2 separate regions of the Zea mays genome follow, and region 1 is linked to region 2. The links are chromatin contacts, called in public Hi-C maps. All regions are on one chromosome and are shown on one strand. Each heading gives the region's core, a stretch centred on a gene start, on an enhancer-like site or on the middle of the called end of the contact. The rest is flanking DNA. Distances are from core to core; before and after follow the strand shown. Region 1 has its middle 4.0 kb from the start of TRNAL-CAA. Region 2 has its middle 14 kb from the start of LOC100382010.

Evidence for each region. A called contact is a pair of places that touch in the nucleus more often than the background predicts.
Region 1: a contact with region 2 is called in a Hi-C map of tassel, with 10 times the contacts expected there. The contact joins two enhancer-like sites. A contact is called at or near these places in 15 of 25 Hi-C or Micro-C datasets (bundle sheath, ear, endosperm and 2 more) and 1 of 3 datasets of contacts at active chromatin or transcription factors (leaf).

The regions. Positions count from the first base shown.
Region 1 is chr1:263,948,012-263,952,912 of Zm-B73-REFERENCE-NAM-5.0, forward strand. No RefSeq gene overlaps it. Among protein-coding and RNA genes, the nearest start is that of TRNAL-CAA, 4.0 kb to the left of the region's middle. Within about 2 kb of position 2,535, at least 13 of the 20 cell types and tissues checked have an H3K27ac peak or open chromatin away from gene starts, as enhancers often do. A contact at or near this core is called in tassel, where this site is marked.
Region 2 is chr1:263,871,097-263,875,757 of Zm-B73-REFERENCE-NAM-5.0, forward strand. It overlaps the pseudogene LOC100278494. Among protein-coding and RNA genes, the nearest start is that of LOC100382010, 14 kb to the left of the region's middle. Within about 2 kb of position 2,990, at least 2 of the 20 cell types and tissues checked have an H3K27ac peak or open chromatin away from gene starts, as enhancers often do. A contact at or near this core is called in tassel, where this site is marked.

The DNA.
Region 1 (4,901 bases), core at 1,285-3,784, 76 kb after region 2:
GCGGTTGCCCCGTCGCCCATCGGTCGACCGCGTCCCGTTCGCGCCACAGCGCCGGGGTGCGTGTGCGGGCCAGGCTCTGACGGTGACCCCGCGCGACATGGGTGCATCATTATTATAGCCGCGCGCGGCCGCCGTCGACGTCGACGTCGTCGTGGTTGGCTTCACAAGGAGCGGCGCGCGTGCGTGCCCATAGAGATTGCGCTGCTCGTTGTCGTTGGGCCCCTCACGACGTACGGATGGGCCGGCTGCGCTGTGACTGTACGACGGCGCGGCGAGGTGATTCACCTCTGCTCTTGATTGAATATTGCTGTTCTAGCACACGCTAGCTAGCTAGCTAGCTGATTTTCCTTTTTACGGGCTTGCTTGTATCACCTCCGGTCCACAGTTAGTTCCGGCAAATTAAAGCAGGTTTCTATTAGTTCATTTTAGAAATAAAAAAAAGAAGAAGAAAAAACAGCTTTTTATAATGCTGAAAAACACTTCCAAAGGATGGAGACGACCTACTACTTTTGCTAGAGTAAACATCATAAGACCTCCACAAAAACACGCACCTTGTCACTTCGAAATTTCATTAATTACTCTGTTCCTCTAGGTCGCAATACAGTCTGACATATAATAACTAAGGAACTGCCCTGTTGTCTTACGGCTAGGACGTACATACGGGTATGGACCAACTTGAGAGTGCATTGTTATTTGTCATGCCCTTCTGGTTTCACTTATTCCGTTTCCGGTAGAACTTATTGAGAGAAGAACCAACGGACTTTACCCTTAATCCTAACCACTAGATGCATAGTAATAAAAAAACAGTAATACCTTCTGTGCTTGTTTAGGAGCAAGAATACCAGACGAGAATGGAGGGGCTAAAATTGTTGGATTAATGTGGGCTTAACTAAAATTAATATTTAATAATATTCAACGCTCTTCTGGTTACGCGAACAATCTCTCAGACGTGTTGCGCTCGGTCTATTCCCGTCCCACCTTCTGCGAGCACAAAGAGAGTGGGAGAGAAGGCCCTATGAAATCGCCGGCCGCAGAGCTACACTTGCACATGTATGCGGACAATCAGGTTTTTAGGGAGCGTACTCGCGACTGCTCGCTCCGTCCGCTCGACCAACGCTGATCCGGTTCTTCGTCGTCGGCGCAGTTCGAGGGACTATACTGTGTACATCTGCATGCATCGACTGCGTACGACTACATCGAACATACACACGAGATGTCTTGTGTAAATGAATGGAGCCACTAATGCCTTGAGCATCGGTCCATCCGCAGGATACATTCTGTTTTCAGTAATTGTGCATGTTTTATTGTTGTTTACTGCTTATGTGAGTAGTGATACACACACATACATGTCGTCACATACATCACACTGTCACATACATCACACTGGTTTTCTGGATTAAATTAAAACTGATAATGCCAAATTCTCTAACAAAAATCCCCTCTCTACTCAATCTTGAATAGAAAGAATCTAGTGACCGTAAAATCTCATATGAAAAGAATTATATATTATGGTAGTTCAAGCCACGGAGAATCTAGTGACTTTACATTTATGTTTTAAAATCTCATATGAACATATGATATAACCGGTTAAAGTTGACAATAATTAGTTTATAACAAATTCAAATTGACTAAATCATGTGGAATGAGTGAGTACGAAATCTTGTAGTTCCAAACGTCTTGATTTTTATGTCTTGAATAATGTGCTTCAGAGTAGAATCTCAAGTATCAACTTTACGTTGATTTTTTTTTTTGGTAACGTGCATATTCCGGATTCAAAAAATCTAGTGGTTCCCAAATGTAGCCTAAGTTTATACCATGTTTGGAACCACTAGAGCTAAAAGTTAGTCGAATAATAAATTATTAGCTAGGTTGAGCTACCTAATGAACTAGCTAACAATTAGACACGATATTAGCTGAGGCTGTTTGTACCTCACTAACTAATTTTTAGTATCTAACTAATAGTTTCAAACAGAGCCTTAGCCTTGCATGTGGTATGAACATACCAACAAAATTAATGGGAATAATGAAAATTTTAGGGGCTGTTTGGTATTATGCCTAAACTACCAACTCCCGCCAGACTTTTGCTGCCGCAGGTGTGGCGGCCGATTCGGCCGCCGCAGCCTAGGCGCGGCGTGGCGTCGGGCGTAAGACACCAAACTGGCCCTTAAAATGTAGCCGCCACGAACTTTGAAAGGTCTGAAAAACAAAATTTTTAGGGGCAGCTGACCTCTGTCAGACGATGAGAGATCGAAACCGGAACCGTTTGTACATTATTTAAAAAACTTGCAAAGACAGAATTTCACACTCTAGAGAGGGACGACGAGACTCTGCAAGGTCCAGCTGGTCCAAGACAACAGCATGCAGCACGGTCCACACCTCAAATCAAACAAGGGAATAAAGCGACTGTCATGTCCGAGTGCGGCTGGGCGTGCAGTGCAGGCCGCCGCAGCCCGCAAATCGCGCGCTCCTCGCCTCTGCATCTCGCGCGCGCGTTTGGATTCCCCCTCCGCCGCCGGAGCAGGGAGCACTCACTCACTCTGCACTCTGCAGTGCACTGCGGTCTGCGGTCCTTCCACTTCCATACATACTACTCCACACACAGTACAGCGACGCGCAAATGCGTCCGGCACTCAAGGACGAATAGAAAATTTAATACTAGCTACTAGCTAGTAGTACGTACTGGACCAGCTCAGACGCCATGCATCCCAGGCAGCCAACGCATTAATGGATCCCCATGCCATGCATATACTACTGTGTGTAAAATCAGTACATGCAGGCCGCAGATGAACCATTGATTAAGGTGCACAGATCTGCATCGTTAAGCATTAAAACGGCTTGTCTGAAACCTGTCTCCATCTGCAACCACTTGAGCACGCAAATGCAGCATCCCCTCCTACCTTCACCCATTTCTTGCTCTAGCTGGTAGCACTGGGAGCACCAAATTTAATACTCAATCCATCATGTTCCAGTCCTCGACACACCTTGCCAATCGTTCCTGCAACAAGGGAAGGGGGACGGGGGCAACCACGCCAGGGAAGGCTACAAGTCAAAAAAAAAAACAAACATCGGCAACCTCACAAAAACAAAATAATAAAATTTTAAACAGCAAAACATCTTTTTAGAGTATTCTTGTGAGATTAGCTTGACTGTTAATACAACAGTTTCACTTCACACTTCAGTCCGGCCAAATGGACAAAAGATTGGAGAAAACTCAAAATCGAGTTGATTTTGTGGGCTGGTTTGGCTATATGTACATAAACAAGGTCCCTATGATGCATATGCTCGCTCCCTGTGTGAATGATGGGAGAATTTGCGAATAACACTACCAAATCTCAGTTTTAATTTCGGAAAAATTTCATGGTGTTAAAACGGAAACATTATCACAATCAATCCTGGCAGTATCCTATATATATATAGGATGAAACTCGCTAGTCTATTTGAGGCACACTATATTTTCAGTTTAGCCATGGCTCTTCTCAATAAAAGTTTCATTGCGTTATTTTCAATGCTGTCATATTATCAAGAGTGAGATAAAACAAAGAATGAAACAAGCACTTTCAATATAAAGTTTCACTTCACTATTCCATAGTCTACCATGTCAATTAAATGTTGCATCTAAGTGACCAATAGAAATGTATGAAACCAATGGAGATAAAACAAATTGCTCTCAATGATGGTTTTATGTTTTTTCTAATGTCTTAAAAATGAGTTGACATGGTTTCAACTGCTTCCATCCATTTCATAATAAATATAGAACTTCTCATAGCTCATAATAGTCTAGTAGCGAAAGGGTCTCTAGCGTAATGGTTAAGGCTTCCGAGTAGTATCTCTAGGTCCCAGGTGCGATCCCCCTCGGTGGCGATTTTTGGGGTTGGTTAAAAAATTCCCTCGTTGTGCCCCATCCGCTCCTGTGTTACGTCCTGCGTGCCACCCTCCAACCCAGGTAGAGATGGCAATGGGGCCCTGATCCCTGATTCCCCGCAGGAAATTCCTCCATTTGGGGATGAGGATGAAGAAGGTTCTTCCCCCACGGGAATGTAAATGGGAAAAATCCTCCCCCGACGGGTAAACGGGGATGGGAAAGCATTCCCCATCCCATCGCTCCCGTGTTACGTCCTGCGCGCCACCCTCCAGCCCAGGTAGAGATGGCAATGGGGCCCTGATCCCTTATTCCCCGTGGGAAATTCCTCCATTTGGGGGATGAGGATGAAGAAGGTTCTTCCCCCACGGGAATGTAAATCGGAAAATTCCTTTCCTGACGGGTAAACGGGGATGGGAAAGCATTCCCCATCCCCATCGCTCTCGTGTTACGTCATGCGCGCCACCCTCCAACCCAGGTAGACATGGCAATGGGGCCCCGATCCCTGATTCCCCGCGGGAAATTCCTCCATTTGGGGGGATGAGGATGAAGAAGGTTCTTTCCACATGAGATTGTAAATGGGAAAAATCCTCCCCCGATGGGTAAACAGGGATAGGAAAGCATTCCACATCCCCATTCCTCGTGGGGACCCGTTAAACTTACATATCGTGGGGACCCGTTAAACTTACATATGATGATGTTTTTATGTAATATATAATAATAAAAATAAATAATTACCTTGTTAAGAGATCACTCGTTGTATAAATGTGTTTATTTTGATGTACACATAATGATTTCTTAATCTGATAATGTGTATAAGTGATAATGTTTTGTATTAATAACAAAAAAAATATATCACGAATATAATTTAAGCGAGGACGGGGATCCCCTGGGGATTTATCCCTGCGGGGAACGGGAATGGGAAAGAAATACCTCCCGCAAAAGTTTGTAGGGATCCCTGTGGGGAACTTTTTTGTTGTGGGGACGTGTGGGGACGGGATAAGGAGCCAAAACCCGACGGAAAATTCCCTGTTGCCATCCA
Region 2 (4,661 bases), core at 1,740-4,239:
CCGGATGGGAAGCTCGATGGGTTGTGGTGGTCAGGTGCTGTGGCTGCCTGCCTTGTGGGTGGATGACGGTTGGAACTGATCATTTATAGAAGGCCCATTGCCGTCTACCACTGCTTTCGCCCCTCGCTCGGTCCATTGGGCCCATTGGCCCTTTTATTCCTGTTTGTAATAAAAAAAAGGAAAGAAAAAGGTAAAAGGGGCTCAGTACTATTACTCCGTAGTCCTGTACTGACATTGAGGCCTTGTTTCAAGTTCCAAGTTGGTCCCGTCTCCATTGAATTGAAACCTTACCGATGAATGGACTTTGACATTGACTGGAAGCAGAAGGCAAAGAAAAGTCAGCAAACGAAGAACCAGAATTCGTTGGAGCGGAGGTGCAACGACCTCCATTCCCAGGCGTTTAAAACACCGTCAAAAGTCAGAAGAACATTGGCTTAGCCCTGTTTGGTTTAGCTTTCTCTAGCCTCTGACCACAAAAAGTTGATGTAGAGTGTCAAACGCTTAGCTTTTGAACCAGCGTATGTACGAATCGATTTAATAAAAACTATCCAAAATTAAAGTAAACACGTTGTAATAGTAAGAGTCTGTCGTTTTCTAGTTCCTGAATCCTATGAACACATTCATCTTTCTAATCCCCATGATACTTAGGGCTTGTTTAGGACAAATGGTAATGGAGGGGATTGAGGGGCTATAATCCTTAGTGAAGGATTATAGCCCCTCAATCCCCTCCATTACCTTTGATCCCAAACAAGCCCTTAGACTTCACAGCCAAGATTTTTAGAAAAACTAGTAAGGTAAACCAAACAAACCATTTGTCTTTTGGACCAGAGTCGCCCCCGCATTCTCCTGGAAAGGAGTGAAGCATTCCTCGACCACCTCTTTTAATTTCACCCTGTTCTATTCTATCGCAGCGCTAGATCTTTCAGCCCACTTCTCCAGTCACGAAAATGTATACAGTCCTTGACCACTGCACAGGCTACGAACGAAGGTCCACCACCACTGTTTCTTTCTCATTTCTTTTGTGGCCAGCTGGCTGCGCGGGTGGTGGGGTCGACCACCACTGATGCGTGCTGCATGGAATGGAACGAAGCGGTGGGACGTACTCGATCGATCGGATCGCGAACGGGAGGGGTCGACGTCGGCGGCGGGTGTAACAGTCCCCCGTTCCTACGCAACGGGGACGCGCGTCGTTCCAGGGGGATCGGCCGGACCAACTCATGTTCCCGGCCGGCCCCGCTGCCGGGTGGCGCGTCACCGCCACGGTCGGACCGGACCACGTACGTACTGCTAGCTAGCTAGCTGCTGTCGTGTGTCGTCCAAGAGAAGGCACGCCGCACGACGTCGGTAGATAGATCATGCATCCCTTACGGCGGCGATGATGACCATTAGCTAGCCACTATCGTCGTCGTCGTCGAGGGAGCATACATCCATTCGTCAGCTGGCTCCACTCACATGGCAGTCGTGCATCTACGTCAACGAAAGGCAGCCAGTGAGTGTGTACAGGAGACTACAGGCTGCAGCCAGAGCCAGAGCCTGCTGCCTTCCTCACATCAATCATCTCGGCCCCCGTCATCACACGTACGTTTCGAAACCGCTCACGTATCGTATGTCTGTGCTACGTCTACGTACGATCCAGCATGCCGGCCCCCGTCCGTGCGTGCGTGCATGGATTACGTACGGTGTCTGCAGGGATCTTCGTTTAAGCATTCAATCGGCCTGTCTCTACACAGCTACTGTGCAGCGTTGCCCCAGGCTTTTATTTACTACTGCACCCCGCGCTTTCAGCCTTCCACAAGTGTCACTGTCAGTGTGCGAGCTAGGACCGTGCATGATGCCAGCGGATGCATGAGTGGATAATGCTTTGTCTACTGTTTTTTTTTTATGTTAGCCTCTTTTTTTAAGTTTCACGTTTACATCTTCATCTAGTTAGTTGACATATAGGTAGATGTTGCTTAAATGAGATATTTATTCAAAAATGATTATATTTTTTTGATTTTCAAATTATTAGTATATGTATATATTTACAGTATCTCTACTTTATACGACATAAATAGACATGAGTTGTAGTGGTAAAAGCCAAGTGCTTTATACCAAGAGAGTAGGGTTTGAATCCTCTATACCCCTTTTTTGGATATTTCGTGCCAGAGGGGAAATTTATTCGCTCGTTGCGCTCGCTGGAGGAGGCGACACACAACGAAACTCACGCTTAAATATAGTAGAGATGAAATTGTTACCGTGTCTATATCTTAAAGCTCAACATGGTGACCTATAACATTAAGATTTAACTGCTCAATGTCATATGTTGTGACGCTGAAGAGTTACTCTGTTAGTGATGTAGACATCATAGTGGCACTAATGTGGCAGGACATCGACACCATAGCTTACGCCGCTGAGGTCTAAAATAAATACCACACCTAGTTCTGACAAAATTAAAGCGAACATCATCTATTTCTCATCTCTCTCTAATTCTTTCATCCTTATTTAATCTTTTGATTCGACCAACCCACGTGTTTCAACCAGGGCATCCAGATATAGATGTTCATTGCTTCTACACATGTGGTTGTTTTAATGTAAATAATTATTTGTAAATATTCTACTTCTTTGTTCCTTGATATATGTTATTAAATTACTGATAAGTCGTTGGCATCACTTATTTGGAACCATGAGAGGTGACTTTTCTTTGAGTGGATCAATGATTCTAACAAGTTTGATCGAAGGTATCTCCTTTTCAACATGTGAAGATGTGATATAAGTCTAGTCGAATTCAGTCGTGCATCTACGTCAACGAAAGGCAGCCAGTGAGTGTGTACAGGAGACTACAGGCTGCAGCCAGAGCCAGACTGCTGCCTTCCTCACATCAATCATCTCGGCCCCCGTCATCACACGTACGTTTCGAAACCGCTCACGTATCGTATCGTCTCGTGCCGCGGCGCGGAGCCCATCGAACACACAAGTTGCAATTATGGGTACGGCGTTGATCAAATGGGCTTTCTGTGCGTATTATATTGTATATGCCTGTGCTGCGCTACGTCTACGTACGATCCAGCAGGCTGCCCCCCGTCAGTCCGTGCGTGCATGGATCACGTACGGTGTCTGCAGGGATCTTCGTTTAAGCATTCAATCGGCCTGTCTATACACAGCTACTGACTACTGTGCAGCGCGCGTTGCCCCAGGCTAAATAAGATATTTATTAAAAACGATTATATTTTTTTATTTTCAAATTATTAGTATATGTATATATTTACAGTATCTCTACTTTATACAACATAAATAGATATTAGTATAGTGGTAGAAGCCAAGTGCTTTATACCAAGAGAGTAGGGTTTGAATCCTCTATACTCGTTTTTTTTGGATATTTCGTGAGGGAGGGGAAATATATTCGCTTGATGCGCTTGCTGGAGCAGGCGACGCACAATGAAACTCACGCTTAAATATAGTGGAGATCAGACTGTTACCATGTCTAGATCTTAAAGCTCAACATGGTGACCTATAACATTAAGATTTAATTACTCACTGTCATATGTTATGACGCCGAAGAATTACTCTGCTAGTGGTGTAGACACCTTAGTGGTAGGACATTGGCACCATAACTTATGACGTCGAGGTCCAAAATAAATGCCACACCTATAGTTTTGACAAAAACGAACCTCATTTATTTCTCAGCTCTCTCTCTCTCTCTCTCTCTCTATATATATATATATATATATATATATATATATATATATATATATATATATATATATATATATATATATATATATATATATATATATATATATAGTATTTAGAGCCCTGGGCTCTATTTAACTACAGGAAGCCCTGACCAGGTGTGCAGACCGCACCGGAGCCCTGGCTTATTGTACCTACCTATGCTTACGCTAAATTATAATACGAGTTATGCTGATGTGTGTATCAGTTTATTGAAAATATAGTCTGCGCATATTACGTGAATCGGGCCCACGCCGTCACTATAAAAACACCTCCACGCCGCCAGAGATTAGGTTTTAGCGGCGGCGGCGGTTCCCTCGGGCGTGCGAGGAGGCGCCCGTGAGCAGGAGAGCCCCGGCCGCCGCGGCGCTCTCCAGCCGGCGGGTTGGCGGTCGTGGAGGGGGCGCGAGGAGGAGCCTCAGCGTCCGCGGCGGTACAGCTTCAGGAGGCACCGGTCGGGCGCGGCGGAATGGGCGGCGGTGGTGCTGTTCATGGTGCTTGCGGTCGTGGTGCTGCTGGGCGCCGTGGCCGTCCTTGTGGTGGTGCTGCTGCTGCAGCCCCGCGTGTCGTACGTGGCGGCGCGGGCGGGCTGGCGGTGCTCTGCGCCTACCCGTTCCGCGTGCCCGCCAGGGGCGTCCTCCCGCTGGCGTACGTGGCGCGCGCAGGGCGCCCCGCTGGGCGACGCCGGCAGCGCCGCCATGGAGGCCGCGCTCCGCGACGGCGTGGTGCCGTTCCGGGTGGATGGGGAGGCCCGGACGCGATGGAAGGTCGCGGGGATCATCGGCGTCGACCAGTGGAGCGCGATCGGAGCGCGATTTTGACGTCGTAATTTAGGCCACATTCGTTGTTACGAAATAGATTGATGATGTACGATAAAATTTGTACCCATTTACGTTGTTTGGTTCACGTTTTACGCTGAAATTTGACCAAGCCAAAATCCGTGCACGATCGAA